3 separate regions of the Mus musculus genome follow, and all the other regions are linked to region 3. Evidence: chromatin contacts called from public promoter capture Hi-C data. All regions are on one chromosome and are shown on one strand. Each heading gives the region's core, a stretch centred on a gene start, on an enhancer-like site or on the middle of the called end of the contact. The rest is flanking DNA. Distances are from core to core; before and after follow the strand shown. Region 1 holds the start of Gdf11 (growth differentiation factor 11). Region 2 holds the start of Itga7 (integrin alpha 7). Region 3 holds the start of Avil (advillin).

Region 1 (4,928 bases), core at 1,621-4,120, 1.9 Mb after region 3:
GCTATGGAGCTCTGGTGGGGAGGGGAAGGGGCCACATCTGTGTTGGATTGATTTGGTTGGTGGCAGGCAGCAGGTCAGGTTTAGGAGGCGGTGCTGGTGGGGGAGAGAGGTCACTGCACTATTTTCAGCAAAGGCCCAACCCCCTCTCTGCCTACAGCCTCCACCCCACCACACACCCTCTCCCAACTCAGGCTGGATGGCCCAGGGGCAGGAGGTTGGGCGAGAGGGCAGGGGCCTCTTAGCGTGCACAGGAGAGACAAACTGAGGGGCAGGGCTTGGCTCCTAGAAGAGCAGGGGGCTGGGTTCCCAGGGATGAAGGCTGGGGTGGGAGAGTGAGAGGGTAGAGGGAACTAGGGCAGGCCGAACAGCCTAGGAAAGGTGGGGGCTGGGGTCCGGGGTTGGCTGGGGGAGGGGAGGCAGGGGGAGGGGAGCAGAGGCCATCTCTGCTGACAAACACCTCCCCCGATTAGCAGAGCACAAGTCTCTTATTAAAGCGGGTCCCTGGGGATTAGACTATAAAAGTCTCTTTTTCCTTTTCCCCCCTCTCCTCTCTCCCTCCCCTCCCCTCTACTCCCCCTCCCTCTCTTAAGGTCGCAGCTAGACTCTTAAAGGGGAAGTACAATACCTGGTTTGAAACCCAGTTCCTGGGTTACCTAAGTCCTGGAGTGGCACTAAAATGGAAGTCAGGGTGAGACCCAACTTCATCTACTGGTACAATCCCACCCCCAGGCTTAATGGCTACTGCCCAATTTGTGCATTCAGAGTCCCTTCACTTCCTGCTGCTCTCCACTACCAGAGTTAATTCTGGACTCAAGCCTTCTGGTTACAGGAGGCTAGGGATAGTGAAGGCAATGGGAAGCCTGCAGCTGGGTCACTCACCCTGGAAATACACACTTTACATCACACAGAGCAGAGTATCTTTTCTCTATATATCCTGCATCTTCCAGAAAATTTTGTCATTCATTATTTCCCTACAACTGTTTTCTAGAATCTTTTCCCTATCCCTGCCCTTAGTCAATCAAAGACTGACCCTGGTTTCCAAAAGTAGAAGCAATAAGAACAAGGGAGCCTGAGAACCCAAGATCAGATCTCTGTGCACACACACACACACACACACACACACACACACTCACACACATACACATACACATACACACGAGAGAGAGAGAGAGAGAGAGAGAGAGAGAGAGAGAGAGAGAGAGAGAGAGAGAGAGAGAGAGAGAGTTTCCTGACTCTGAGTTTTCTTTACAATCCTAACCAAGTTGGAGTTGAATTCTGCAGAAACTGGGTGGCAAGTGCCAGGCTCTCAACCTTCCAAATGCACACCTGGGTTCCTGTACCTCTACCATGGGGGTGGGCCACTAGGATTTCCCGCAACCCCCAGCTTTTTATGACCCATCTGCCAATAAACCAGCCCCCCCTTCTGTTCAGAGCCATAAAACCAAAGGAGGGGGGGCTTGCCAAACCACTAGGGAATAGAGAAAGCCTGGTTCCCTGGAGTTGGGGGGGGGGGGGACTACAGTCAGTGGGGGAGGGGAAAGGGAGTCACCTGACCCTAGGGAGAGAAGGCAGTGGGGGCGGTAGTATTGGCCTGGATTTTCCAGGCCATAAAATTTCAAAGCCGCTCCTGTCTATCAGAGTGTTCATCCTCCGTTTGGCCAGGGGCTCGGATGCCTGGGTTCTCCCATCCCCCTCATCTAGTTCTTTCTCCCTGGGTCTTCTTTGGCTCCAGCTGTGGGTAGGACAGGGAGTGAGCACGCTAAGATGAGAGTAACCAAATGATACTCGTTAAGTGGCAAGCGCAGTGGAGTTGAGTTATTTGAGCTCTTTCGGTACCAGGAAGGAACAGCTCTTCTAGGTCCTAGGGGATACCCAGTGCGAGATCAGGTGCAGAAAGGAGAGGTGTCAGCTGAGTTGCTGAGACGTACACCGGGTTTGGGTCCTATGCCATGGCCTTAGAGGAACACTTAGTTTTTCCGAAAGCCGGTGGGCGCCTTCCGGAGCACCGGGCAAGGAGTTGATGCTGGTGCCAGAGCAGTGGGAAGATGGCACTGCGGCCCAGCTGAGACTGCACGGGTCACGGAAGCTCCCCACCTAACGCTCCAGAAAAGTCACTGTAGGGTGCCAGTTTCTAGGACTACTTCAACTTGAATCTTTTTCTCACAAGGGATGGAAAGCAATAGCTCACAACCTGCCTGGTTTGGCCCCCCTCCCCCAACGCGCCATCCTCCACCCCCCCACCCTAGAACGGGGCGTGCACTCAACTCCGCTGCCCATCTTCTCCGCTCAAAAAGTTGTGTGGAGTGGCCCGGCTCCCCAATCCGTCAAGTTTTCGCAGAAAGGGCTTCCGGGTCCTTCCCGGACTGCACCGCACCGCGCGCACCCCGCAGCCCACTTACTCTCCTGGGCCATGCTTATGACCGTCTCGGTGGTAGCGTGGTACTCGTCCTCTTCCAAGAAGTCCTCAGGCTGCAGCGCGTCGCCTTGGAAGTCGTGCAGATCCAGGATCTGCTGCAGCGGCGGCGCCTTGGGCAGCAGCTGCTTCACTACCTCCCGGCTGATGTTGGGCGCCTCCTTGAGCCGCAGTTTGCTCAGGATCTGCGACTTGATGCTCTCTAGGCGCAGCTCGCGGCTGTGCTGCCGCCACACGCACACGGGGCAGCCGTCCGGCTCCGGCGGAGCGGACGGGGCCGGCCGGCTCGAGCGCTCCCCCCCGACCCCGGCCGCCGCCGCCGCTGCCGCCGCCGCCGCCGCGGGGCCCTCGGCCGCCTCCCCCCGGGGCCGCAGCTCCAGGGCGAGGAGCAGGAAGCCCAGCAGCAGCGGGGCCGCGAGCACCATGCTGCAGGGGAGGGGAGGACTGGGGGGCGGGGACGCCGGAGTCCCGCGGGGAGGGGGCGGAGGGAAGAGGGAGGAGGAGGGGGTCCGGGCGGCGCGGGATTGGGGGCTGCCCGGCCGAGGGGGGGCCGGGGGCCGGGGGCGGCGGGCGCACGGGCGGGGCGGGCGGGCGGCCGGGGCGGGCAGCTGGGGGGGCCCAAGCCCGGGCCGGGCCCTTTATAGCCCCGGCCCCCGTGTCGTCAGCGGCCGCGATTGGCTGCGGAGCCAACAAAAGAGGTAGCGCTGTCATCCGAGGCGAGAGAGGGAGCCGGAGAGAACCGAGGAAAAGAGAGAGAGAGAGAGAGAGAGAGAGAGAGAGAGAGAGAGAGAGAACACGAGCGAGCACGGGTCCAGAGAAAGATGAAGAGACCGAAAGATGAGGGGGAGGGGGGGAGAGGCCGTGAGGGACCGAGTCAGAGAGATCGGGGACAGACGGAGCGGTGGGTAGGGGTTGGGGGTGGGGGAAGAGGCAGATCCAAAGATACCCAGATAGGAAGGGAAGAGGGAGAGACAAAAGAGAGAAAAGAAGTCACAGAAGGGAGAGACTTAGCTAGAGAGCAAGAGCGAAGACTGAAGACGACCAGAAAAACTAGTGGGACAGTTAAGAGTGGAGAGAGTCAAAGACAAAGGTAGAGCGCAAAGAGGGGTGGCTAACCGAATTCTACGGAGTCGAACAGGAGAGAGCAGGAGAGGTGGGCAAGAGAACGGATGGGTCAGAGGGAGCTGATGGTACCCTGCGCAAGAGGGAGAGGCAGAGACAGGGGATACCTTGGAGGTAGCAACCCCTGAGGAGGCAGGTGCAGAGAAAAGACCAGGGGAGGAAGTAACACACACAAGTCAGCCTTGGTTGGAGCGCAAAGAGACACCCAAGGGGAAGAGGTGGAGATGTGAAGAATAGCCTCAGCTACCAGAGGTAGCCCAGGATGTTTAAAGAACCCATAAAATGGAACATCAGGCTGATTTATCACAGGGATGAAGGCGGTCAGGAGAGGAAGAGGCCAGGGACAAGCTGAGAAGTTGACAAGTACTGAGCCCGGAAGAAAACTATCTAGGAGGCCTGTGATCTTGAGATTGAGGTTTAATAGAACAAAGAGAGTGATCGTGATCGGGCTGGAAAGGGTGGGAGCCATGAGGGGAAGAGCCAGATGAGGGATGAGGTAGGGCTTGAAAGTGGTGCTTGGCGAGGAATCTGGACCCTCTCTCTGGGTTCCTAGCTACGTCTTTGTGTTTGTAAGGTCTTACATGTCTGAGAAAGCTTGAAGTTTTAGGCGTAAGGGTAAGAGCAGGGTCTATACTCAGATGTCTAATGTGGAGATAGCAAACCCCAAGGGGAGCCACTCTGGAATGGGACCAGCCATGGTCTTCAGGTGTGGTCCTAAGCGCAGCCAGACAGCTCAGTACACGAGGAAGACAGTGTACAGGTGTGCTCAGCCACTACTGCTGGTTCCCTCTTCCCAGGTCTCTGTTTCTCTTTTTCCCCCTCTTCCCCTCCCCTAAACCCTTTCTTCTCCTTTTCCTCTATCCTCTGAGACAGAGTCTCAGATGCATCCCAGGCTGGCCTCAAACTCAGTTATCCTCCTGCCTCAGCCTCCAGAGAGCTCTCTGTATAAGCATGCCTTGACCCATGTCTCTGAAGATCCCTTGGCAAACTGAAAATGTTAGGGGGTTGAGATTTGCTCTTCCAGTGTCTCGCGCAGTGTTCACTGAACAAAATGTATAAATGTCAGTAGGAAGGCCCTGTCTCAAAAAAATATATAGATAAATGTAAAATGTATAGACCTCACTATTGGGATTCTTGGACCAAGTAGAAGGTTTTTGGTTTCCTCTCTGGAATTAAACCCTAATTAAAATATATATATATATATGTTAAAGTTAGTTAGGCATAAACAAAAGAACAGAATTGGGTTTGGGAGCTGGAGTGGAATGAGGGTAACTATTGGGGTTCAGCTGTGAGGGAGAAGCAGGGTAGGTGAGAAGCTCTGAATACATGACCTATTCCTATTTAGAACAGGGACTTAGGGATGGAGAGATGGCTCAGCAGTTAAGAGCACTGA
Region 2 (4,713 bases), core at 672-3,171, 1.9 Mb after region 3:
TGCTACATCCCTGCCGAGCATTACAAAAATGGCCAAACTATCATAGGCATTTTAACTGTCCTGGGGGCAAAGATTGTTCTATGATCAGAGTAAGAGCCAAAGAATAATCCTAAACAGAGAAAAGAGATAAGGGGACACAGCAGAAGCAGCTTTTAAGAAAGGGAAGAAGAGAGATCACAAGAATATGGGATATTTGGAGGGTAGAGCCACTGAGAAATAGTCTGAGAAAGATCTCTAGAGTGACATGCTCAAGGTGTGTGTGTGTGTGTGTGTGTGTGTGTGTGTGTGTGTAAAAATAGAACTTCAGGCAAAGCAGTCAGAGAGGGGTGCATGCAAGACCAATGCCTAGTAAGAGAAGCCAGTGGGGCTGTAGAGATGGCTCAGAGGTTAAGAGCACTGACTGATTTTCCAGAGGTCCTGAGTTCAATTTCCAGCAACCACATGGTGGTTCAAAACCATCTGTAATGGGATCTGATGCCCTCTTCTGGTGTGTCTGAAGACAGCTACAGTGTACTCAGACATAAAACAAATAAATAATTCCTGGAAAAAAAAAAAAAGAAAGAGAAGCTAGAAGACAAAGTGGAAGGGGGTGAGGCTACTATTTTGCCAAATTATTCTCCATCTCTTCTCTTGGCCTCATTTCTTGATTAGAGTTATAAATAGCAAAGAGATGGAAAAAAATGTCCCTCCCTTTGCTTCTACACCAGAGTGGGGGAAGGGAAGTGAAGTTGGGTAGGCCCTTGGGTCTCTGTGGAGAACTCTTTATTTTATTTTTTTGAGGCAGGGTCTGGGTATTGGAGATCATCCAACTCCTATCTGAAGTAGCCCAAAACTCTGCATTCCCCTTTCTGTTGATTCATTCAGAGACCAATTCACTATGTAGCTTTGTAGGCTGGGCTGACTTCAGCCTTGTTCACTGCTGAGATTGCAGGTCTGGGTCTTCAAGCCTGGCTTCCCATCCCCCTCTTAGGTTTTGAGACAGGGCTGCACTCTGTAGCTCTGACTGGCCTGGAACTCTCCCTGTAGACCAAGTTGCTTTCGAGATGACAGAGATCTTCCTGGCTCTGCCTATTGAGTGCTGGGAATATAAGCGCGTCCTACCACACCCAGCTTGCCATCCTTTTTTTGTTGCGTTGGAAATGACCAGTCTCTGGAAGGACCTGATAGCAGGATCTTTGTCTCTTAGGTCCAGTGTCTTTCATTTTTGCCCCCTTTTAGCTCTCTCTTCCCTCTCCACAGTTTAACTTGCATTTCTTATTTTACTCTTTTTCTTTTTCCTTCACTGCAGACTTTGAGCTAAACTTGACCTTCCTCCTGTTCTTCATTCCCTTCTTTCCATTTGCTCCAGTCTCCACCCCTGCTGAGTGTTTTCTGTCTGTGCCTTTACTTCTTTCTGGTCCTCTGAATGCTGACGTTGTGACTTGCTAATACTGCCTTCGTTATTTGTGGGCTGTATGGCATGAGGAGCGGTTTGATTCTTACAGCCTACGAGGTGTGCTGTGAGTCTCCAGGGGAGGCGAAGTCAGTAAAGGACCACTCTAGATCAGGGCCCAGGAACTTTCCGGTCCTCTGTTTTTATCAGCATATCTGTCTTCTCAGCCTCATCTCAATTCTCTGTGATTCTTCTTTTTACTGTACTCTTTCTCTCCGCATTTCTGGGCTCAACCTCCACTTTTTGGGGGGAAGGGTGGGTGAAGGAATGAGTGCACAGTGCAAAGGTGGGGCGGCAGGGCGCAAGGCAATGGGTGCGGCGGGTGCTAGACCTGAGCCGCGGGTCTGGGCATCCCCGGACCCTGGGTCTTGCGCCTGAGTCTATCTGCTGCTGGGGGCATGGGGCGGGAAGGGGCGGGGTCTGGGGCGGTGTCCCAGAGAGGAGGCGGAGCCGGAGCCGGAGCCGGTGCTCCCAAGGCGTGCAGTAGTTGTACTTAGCTGGTCCTGGGGCAGCAGCGGGAAGGGACTGAAGAGGGGTGCTGAGGTGAAAGATTGGAAGACCCGGAAAGATCAGCTAGATTTCGGAAACCAGAAACACCCTCGGGGAGACCTGGGGCTCCCGGCGCGCGACGATTTCCTCGCACTAGCTGGGAGAGCGTTGATCCCATGGCCAGGATTCCGAGGTGCGATTTTCTCCGGCCCCCCGGAATCTACTATCTTATTACTTCCTTGCTCGCTGGACTGTTCTTACCACCGGCTATCGCCTTCAATCTGGATGTGATGGGTGCCATACGCAAGGAGGGAGAACCCGGCAGCCTATTCGGCTTTTCGGTGGCCCTGCACCGACAATTACAGCCCCGACCCCAGAGCTGGTGAGTCACCGTACCCGCCCAGAGTCCCCAGGCTCAAGCTTTGGGCTACCTTTCTCCCAACTCCTCACCTATCCATCTCTCAGGTTTTCAACCGTACTCTGCCCACAGGCATCTCACACTTGAAGCCTTGCCTCGTATTGTCCAGGTCCTCAGACTCAGAGTCTTGCCTTGGGGGATGAGTTAAAGAGCAACATTCTTGCCAGAGACCCTCTTCCTTCTGCCTCTCCCTTCCGTTTGCATTCTTGCTCCAGCCTTGCATCTCTGGCTCCTTTTCTACCTCAGAGGGGTGAACTGCTCCAGGAAGGGAGGGTGAGCATTCTGCCTCTGCATAGGATGGACCGAGTGGGCAAGGGCAGAGTGGATGAGGGTGCCATGGGAGGCAAAGAGGAGAGAAAACAGAAATAGCTACTGTCAAAGCATCACCATGAGATAGCGTGAGGACTGCAGGGCATGGAGGCCAGGAGTGGTGTGGCTTAACACAGCAGGGAGACTAGAGGAAGAGCTGAGAAGGCCTGACAGTCTTCAGTGATGGTCACAGACGGTGGCAGAGACTGTCTGAAAAATAGAGACTGTCTGAGCAGTAGCAAGAAATGGTGGCAGCTGTCACCACCATCGCCAGAGACAGCAGCAGCAGCAGCAGCAGCAGCAGCAGCAGCAGCAGCAGCAGCAGCAGCAGGAGGATACAGTAAAGATACCACGCTGCTTCTGTTCCTCCTCAGGAAATTTCTAACTCCAGAAATCTCAGCAGTAGGGAGAGACAAGGAAGCCCGAGGCTGAGGAATAATTGACATTTTTTTCAGGACCCCTGGTAGCTAGACACATTTGCAGTGTTTCCAAATCCTTGGTTCTTACTACATGTGACAGGAGGTGAGACCAGGAAGAAAGCTTCCCACCCCCGCCCGCCAAAGGGCTTTCTCACCCATGGCCAATGCACAAGCCACATTTAAGTGTCCATTACTGGGATCGATGCTGTCCTCGGGGACTGTCTTTTCCTTGGTCTGGGGGCAGGAGACAGAGATGAGAGTTTATTTCTCACTCACTGGAGGTGGGGGTAGCCTTAATCTTTCTTCTTCCATTATTCCTGTCATCTGGGAGAAGGGTCTGCTCTCTAAACCTTTGGGAAAGATAGGAAACTGATGTCTCTAGCCAGTAGCAGGCTTCCTCTCCGTCTCTTCCTCTCTCCCCCCTCTTCCCCCCATCTGTTAGAGTTCCAGGCCTGGAGGCCTTTTTAGGACATGCCGAACTCTCTGAGTTATTTCCAGGCAAATTCTAGGTTATTTTTAATAGCATGGTCTCTTGTCATTTTCCCCTTCTCTAAAGGTGGCCCCTAATTCTGTCTCCCAGGGCCAAGTTAGGGGTAGTCCCAGAGGGGCCTGACTGTCTGGCCTCATTGCGCTCCAGCAGGGGGCATTCTGCTGACTGGGGGCACAGAGAAGCTGCCACCTTGTTTGGTCTCTCTCTCCTGTAGCCTCTTGAGCACTGATAGGAAGACTCATTTGTTTTCATTCTAACTTAGGTAAGATTTTGAGTTCTATCTTTCCTACTTTGCTTTGTATTTGCCACCTCACTTATTCCTATCAACTGCAAAATGGAAGCAAACAATACCACGATCCCGTCGGATCATTCAATAGCACAAGGCCTGTAGTGAGTGCTGTGAAAGTGTTCGCTGTCCTGGAGCCCTGGTGTTGGGATTCACAGAGCCTGAGAACAGCTTCACAGCATCTTGGATCCAGAGGCTTGGCTGGAGGGACCCCAGGCGGAGCCAGCCTTTCTGGACATGTAGTTTTCCCAGAGGGCCACTCAGACTGCACTAGGTCAGGGAGGGGCTGGTCTGGGGCTGAAGCTCTGGTAGGATACAGTAGTCACTCACTGAGCTCAGCAGCCAACGTCACCCACACCCCACCCCTACCCCTTGCAGTCACTGAAGCTTTGGTTACTATTCTGTCCGAAGGCCTGGGGTTGTTAGACGCCCGGAGTGAAGCCATGAAGCAGAGTGTGGCTGGGGCAGAGATGACGGGGTGTTCTTATTCCAAGAGGACCTGGCTGGGTTCTTTCTTCCATGAGTAGGATTGGTCCTTTAGCTTCTGTCCATGTGAGCATCTTTGTTCCTTCCTGCACTTGGCCTTTAGGGGAGGTGTGAACATGCACACTCCTGCTTCTTTGGCTGTGCATGTGGGCACTAAGCAGTGGAGGCATTGGGTGTCTCCGTGACTCCACAAGAAGCATGAACTCAGCAAATTGGCACTTCCTATGGGGCAAGCACAAAGACAGATTAGGCTCCCTCCACCCCCGTACCATCCAACAGAAGATGTTCTCTGCGATTGCAGCTTGGCACACTGCAGACTATGAGGGCTCTGTTTGCTCAGGGTATATCACCTAGATTTCCTAGGGTGTCATTTTCTCTCCTCTT
Region 3 (4,681 bases), core at 1,002-3,501:
AACAGGATCTATCATGGTGGCACGGAGTCAGCTAGATGTTGTCTCTTGCTATCCCTGTGCTAGTTCCATGTTTTAGAAGCAAAGTGATACTGGGGAGGAGAGGAGGGCAAGTGAGAGGAGCCAGTGCCTCCTGAAGCCCTTGCTCCACTGCCACCAGCCCGCCTGCCCCAGTGCAGACTGGTCTTCAGGAGTCAGTAGACCACCGGACCAGGTGTCAGCATCCACTCCAAGCCATGCTAGGAATCTGCCCCCTGCCGGGTTCAGCTCTTTAAGGTGCCTCTTCAGGGACACAGTGTGTGTCTGATTGGGCTTCGCATCAAAAGCCTGACGTTCCTGTCCCTCTTATAGGGGGAGCTTTGGACACAGGACCAGTTTGATAAAGGGCCAGGTAAGGGTTTCCACTCTGCACATTGTAGAGGGGACACCGAAGGCCCATGGGTCCCTAATTAAAGAAGTTGAGTGAATTTGCCTTCGTTCAACCAGGGACCTATCTCACTCCCTCCCAAAGATTTTTGTATAATTGTATAACCCCCCTCCCCCTGTTAACAGTGGCTCAGAAAAGCTTTGTACTAAAAGCATGGGACCCTCACAGCAACCATTCCTGGGAGATGGGTCCCTTATAGGTCCATGACCTGCTCTGTTCAGAGGCCTCTTGGCAGTGTGGCCTGTTTGTGCTGTCCTGCATCCAGTGTGTTGGCCTGGCTAAGTGAAAACGGTGAGCTGTTTCCCCTTTGGGCTACTTAACCACGGCTACTCCTTTTTTAAAAATGTCCTAGTTCTCCCCTACACACACACACACACACACGGTTTGATGAATTTCCAAACCACGGCTACTCCTTTTTTAAAAACGGGTTTGAACTCCTGTTTAGCCAAGAGTGATCTTGAGCTGGTCTCCTGCCTCCACCCCCTGAGTGCTGGGGTTACAGGTGATAGCTGGTCTCCTGCCTCCACCTCCTGAGTGCTGGGGTTACAGGTGATCGCTGGTCTCCTGCCTCCACCTCCTGAGTGCTGGGGTTACAGGTGATCGCTGGTCTCCTGCCTCCACCCCCTGAGTGCTGGGGTTACAGGTGTGATCACCTTGCTGGCTTGTGAGGTGCTGGGGACAACCCAGGGCTTCGTGCATGTCAGGCACACACTCCCAACTAAGCTACATCCCCAGTCCCTCTTTCTAGAAAACAGATAAGTCCATGTTCAGGGGAGAAGAGGTCACAGGTCAGGCCAGCTGCCCCATCCTTTAGTTCGGGGTTAGCTCCCAGAACTGCCCTGCACCATAAGCTGGTGATTCTCCATGCCTGTCCTTACCCCGGATCTGGCTATTCCCGTGATGCCATTTGGAGGGGAGAGGTCTGCTTCCCACTGTGACCAGGCTATGGGATCCTTGGCCACCTTGCTTCATGATTTGATACATTTGTTGTATTCAAAAACTTGAACTGTAGGATGCCATTAAGAGTCTGTTTATATTTTTGGAATATTTGTATTACAATTGTTAATAAAGGCTGGTTTAAAAACCTGTGCAGGACTGGGAGCTGCTTTTGCTTTCCTTCCCTTCCACTGACCTGACACTCGGTGGACACTGTTCTTCCTGCATGACCTCGTTGATCGTGAAATGATAGCACCTGGCAGAGCAAACGCTGGGATTCTGATCAAGGTTACAGAGGTTGGAGTGCATTAGCCCCTCTCGGGCCTGGGTTGGAACCAACTCCCTCTCCCCAGGTACTTGGCAAGCGTTTGCTTGCTGTGCTATTGACTGGGGTAGAGACTGAAGCCCTGGGGGAATTGGAGGCTCCTGCATGTGCTCTTGATGCTGCCAAACAGGCCTTGAGATTCAGAGCCCAGCATGGTTTCCAGGCACATAGTAGGATGACTTGTACAGACTCCAAGCAACAAAAGCTTTCCTGACACCACAGAATTGCCCAGAATCATCTCTCAGCCCTGAACGTCCAGGCACACAGTAGGGGAGCTCTAGCCAGTCTCCTGTCATCAGCATAATACGTTCATATCTACAATATGGCAAATTCATATCCTCCCTCACTGAATTATTGATGGACAGTGCACTTTTAAAAAAATCAATAGACCAGGGTGTGGAGCTGGAGTTAAAAGAAGCCTTTAGAAGTCTGCTCTTCTTGTTTTCGCTGTTTTGCATAGGAGCAGATAAAGCTTTCCTCTCTGGTTTGAATAAGTCAAGCCCAGGGCTAGGTTGGCTGTGATTGGCCAGAGCTAGGAGAATGTGGTTATGATGCAAACACAAGCAAATATAACCCTGTGTCTATGCTGTGCGGCCATTGCTGAAACAGGCTTCAGGACGGGCTGCTTTGGGAGACCTCATCAGTACTTCACCTGCTGCTTTGCCGGACTTCGGAGGACAGAGGGTCAGGTAGGTCTACTCTGTGTGTCCTTGTCAGCCAAATGCTGAGTGTGGATGAGGCCAAAGGTGAAGAAGGGACAAGAGTCATACCTTCCCTGGCTTTTGTCTTTGGGGATGCAGCTTTGGAAAGATGGAGCTTTGCAAACTTCACACTGAGAGAACCTGTAGATCCCACTGGCTAGGTTGGGCACGTTCTTGAGGCTCAGGGATTTGGGGTAACAAGACCCCTCTCATCTGTTCCACTGTGGGGCAAGAGAAGTTTAAACCCCAGTAGGTTACAAGCTACCTGGAATCCCCAGACCATACCCCGTGCCTGTGATCTTTGTAGCTCTCCGTACCCCAAAGTGCTGGTGGTTACGGCTTGGGAAGACAAACAGACCCAGCTTTGGGGGACTTTGATGTGGATAGATGGAACTGGGCTTTCTGGGTGTGGCATTTCCTGAATCTTGGGTCTCTAATCAGCTCCTGGATTCTGAAGTTCCATGGGGGACATGGGACTGCACTGGGGGCTCGGATTCACCGTGCTAAGGTTGCTGGTTAGGCTTTACCGATAACCAGGACTGTGTCAGCTCTGGTTCCCTTTCCTGGGTGGGTCACGCATTAGACTTAAAAGTGAGAGAACTCGGCCTGAAGGAAAGCTGACTATTTCCTGGTGGTTCTGAGCTGTGCAGGGTGGGGCAGCACAAGTTATCAAATTAAATACTCAAACATTGGCAGTTCCGCACCACGGCTCTGCTTCAGTCTACTGCGGCATCACACAAAGGGGCCTGGCTCTTTGGTGGTAATGGTGCATCCTCTCCAAACCTGGTTAGATCCATTAGGGCTCAAGAAAAGAATGGTCGGTGGAGTCAGACCCTTTTTTTTCTTTTAGGGGTGGGGCCTTGCTGGGGATGACAGACGCCTACTATTTGAACAATGCCCCATCCCCAGACTTAACATAGTTAACAAGCCCTGAATATCACCAACTATCAAACATCCACACAATCTCCCTCCCCCTCCAATCCCCCGGGACGATTTTGTCTTTTAATCTCTCGTAAGTCCAACCATCCCATCTTTGAGTCTTAGGAGAAGCCAACCTAGCGATCACTTGGCATACCGTGAGAGCTCAGTCTCCCCGAGGGTAGGACTTGAGATGAGACATGTTCGCAGACCTACTGGGTCACCTCGTGTGTTAACCCCAGCCAAGTGCTGACTACTGTGACCAGCGTAAGATCCCCGTGGTCATCTTACCACTTCCCTCCCTGGCCTTATTCAGCTCTATGGGTGCTGGGAACCTCTAAGCTCCCTGAGAACAAGCCTTCCAGAGAAGCTGGGGTCTGCGTGGGACAGGCAGGGAGGCCTGCACCCATTTTCCTTGCTGACACACTCAGCTCTTTGTCCTAGGCACAGGCATTGTACCTTCCCCTTTCTTCTGCAAGACCAGTTCATGTATTAGTCATGAGAAAGGGTGGTTACTGTTCTAGGATGATTTGCAAAGTTAAAAGTGATAGCCAAGAGCAGGTGGGGGTGACAAGGTCTTGCCAGGCATCTGGGAAGAGGAGTTCAAGAATTGGGAGGAGGGGCTTCATTTGGAAATACTTTTTCTGTCTGGATTTCCTCTCTGTGAGCAACTGAACTTAGTTTTGGGAAGGCTACAGCATGAAAACATGGCTAAAACACAGACTTTTAAGGGCAGGTGTGAAAGAAAATAAAAGGGATGGACCTAGGTCTGGTGGCAGAAGCCTGTAACGCTGGCACTCAGGAGGCTAAGGCAGCTAAAGCAGAGGAGTTTACGACCAGCCCGGGCTACATGGATAGATCCTGTGCTGATAAAATGTGCCAGGCAGTGGTGGGTCATGTCTTTAATTCCAGATCTCGGGAGGCAGAGACAGGGGGATCTCCTTGAGTTCAGGGCCAGCCTTGTCTACAGAGTGAGTTCCAGCATGGCCAGGGTCTCAGGGACCCTTTCTTGAAAAAAGTAAAACAAAATGAAACCAAAAAAGCTCAGCTCTGGGGCCCATGCTAGCGTGTCTATAGACAGATTATCTGCAATCTCTCTAAGCCTCATCTGTACCACAGGTGACAGGGAGATGGCCACTTCCTGAAAATGAGCCACTGTGGGCAGTGGGTCAACATGGGCGTGACATTGTCACACTCAGGAATATGTGTTGCCTTTCCTGCCACCCCTCCTCCTCGCCCATAGAGAGATGGCACATACTGGCCCAGCACCTACTTCTGGTGACTCACGACCGCCTGTCACTCCAGCTCCACAGAATTTAACACACCAACATGCATGTATGTTTTAAAGGAAATGTGTCATCCCTATGGCCCAGAGCT

The links. Promoter capture Hi-C pulls out the DNA fragments that hold promoters and counts their contacts. Capture Hi-C pulls out chosen DNA fragments and counts their contacts.
Region 1: a contact with region 3 is called in a promoter capture Hi-C map of liver, with 11 times the contacts expected there. The contact joins the promoter of Gdf11 here to the promoter of Avil in region 3. A contact is called at or near these places in 2 of 39 promoter capture datasets (the C10 cell line and liver) and 1 of 9 other capture datasets (liver).
Region 2: a promoter capture Hi-C map of pre-B cells shows a contact between it and region 3, with 2.3 times the contacts expected there. The contact joins the promoter of Itga7 here to the promoter of Avil in region 3. A contact is called at or near these places in 3 of 39 promoter capture datasets (cranial neural crest, liver and pre-B cells) and 1 of 9 other capture datasets (macrophages).

The regions. Positions count from the first base shown.
Region 1 is chr10:128,888,848-128,893,775 of GRCm38.p6, forward strand. Gdf11 (growth differentiation factor 11) reads right to left here and starts at 2,871. Exons shown (of 3, transcript NM_010272.2): 1 at 2,400-2,871. The coding sequence starts at 2,838.
Region 2 is chr10:128,931,892-128,936,604 of GRCm38.p6, forward strand. Itga7 (integrin alpha 7) reads left to right here and starts at 1,922. Exons shown (of 25, transcript NM_001330160.1): 1 at 1,922-2,303. The coding sequence starts at 2,098. Gm46186 (a long non-coding RNA gene) reads right to left here. Exons shown (of 3, transcript XR_001779675.2): 3 at 3,059-4,551.
Region 3 is chr10:126,998,458-127,003,138 of GRCm38.p6, forward strand. It overlaps Avil (advillin), which reads left to right and starts at 2,252. Exons shown (of 20, transcript NM_009635.3): 1 at 2,252-2,374. Ctdsp2 (CTD (carboxy-terminal domain, RNA polymerase II, polypeptide A) small phosphatase 2) reads left to right here. Exons shown (of 8, transcript NM_001113470.1): 8 at 1-1,518. Mir546 (microRNA 546) reads left to right here; the gene lies at 1-103.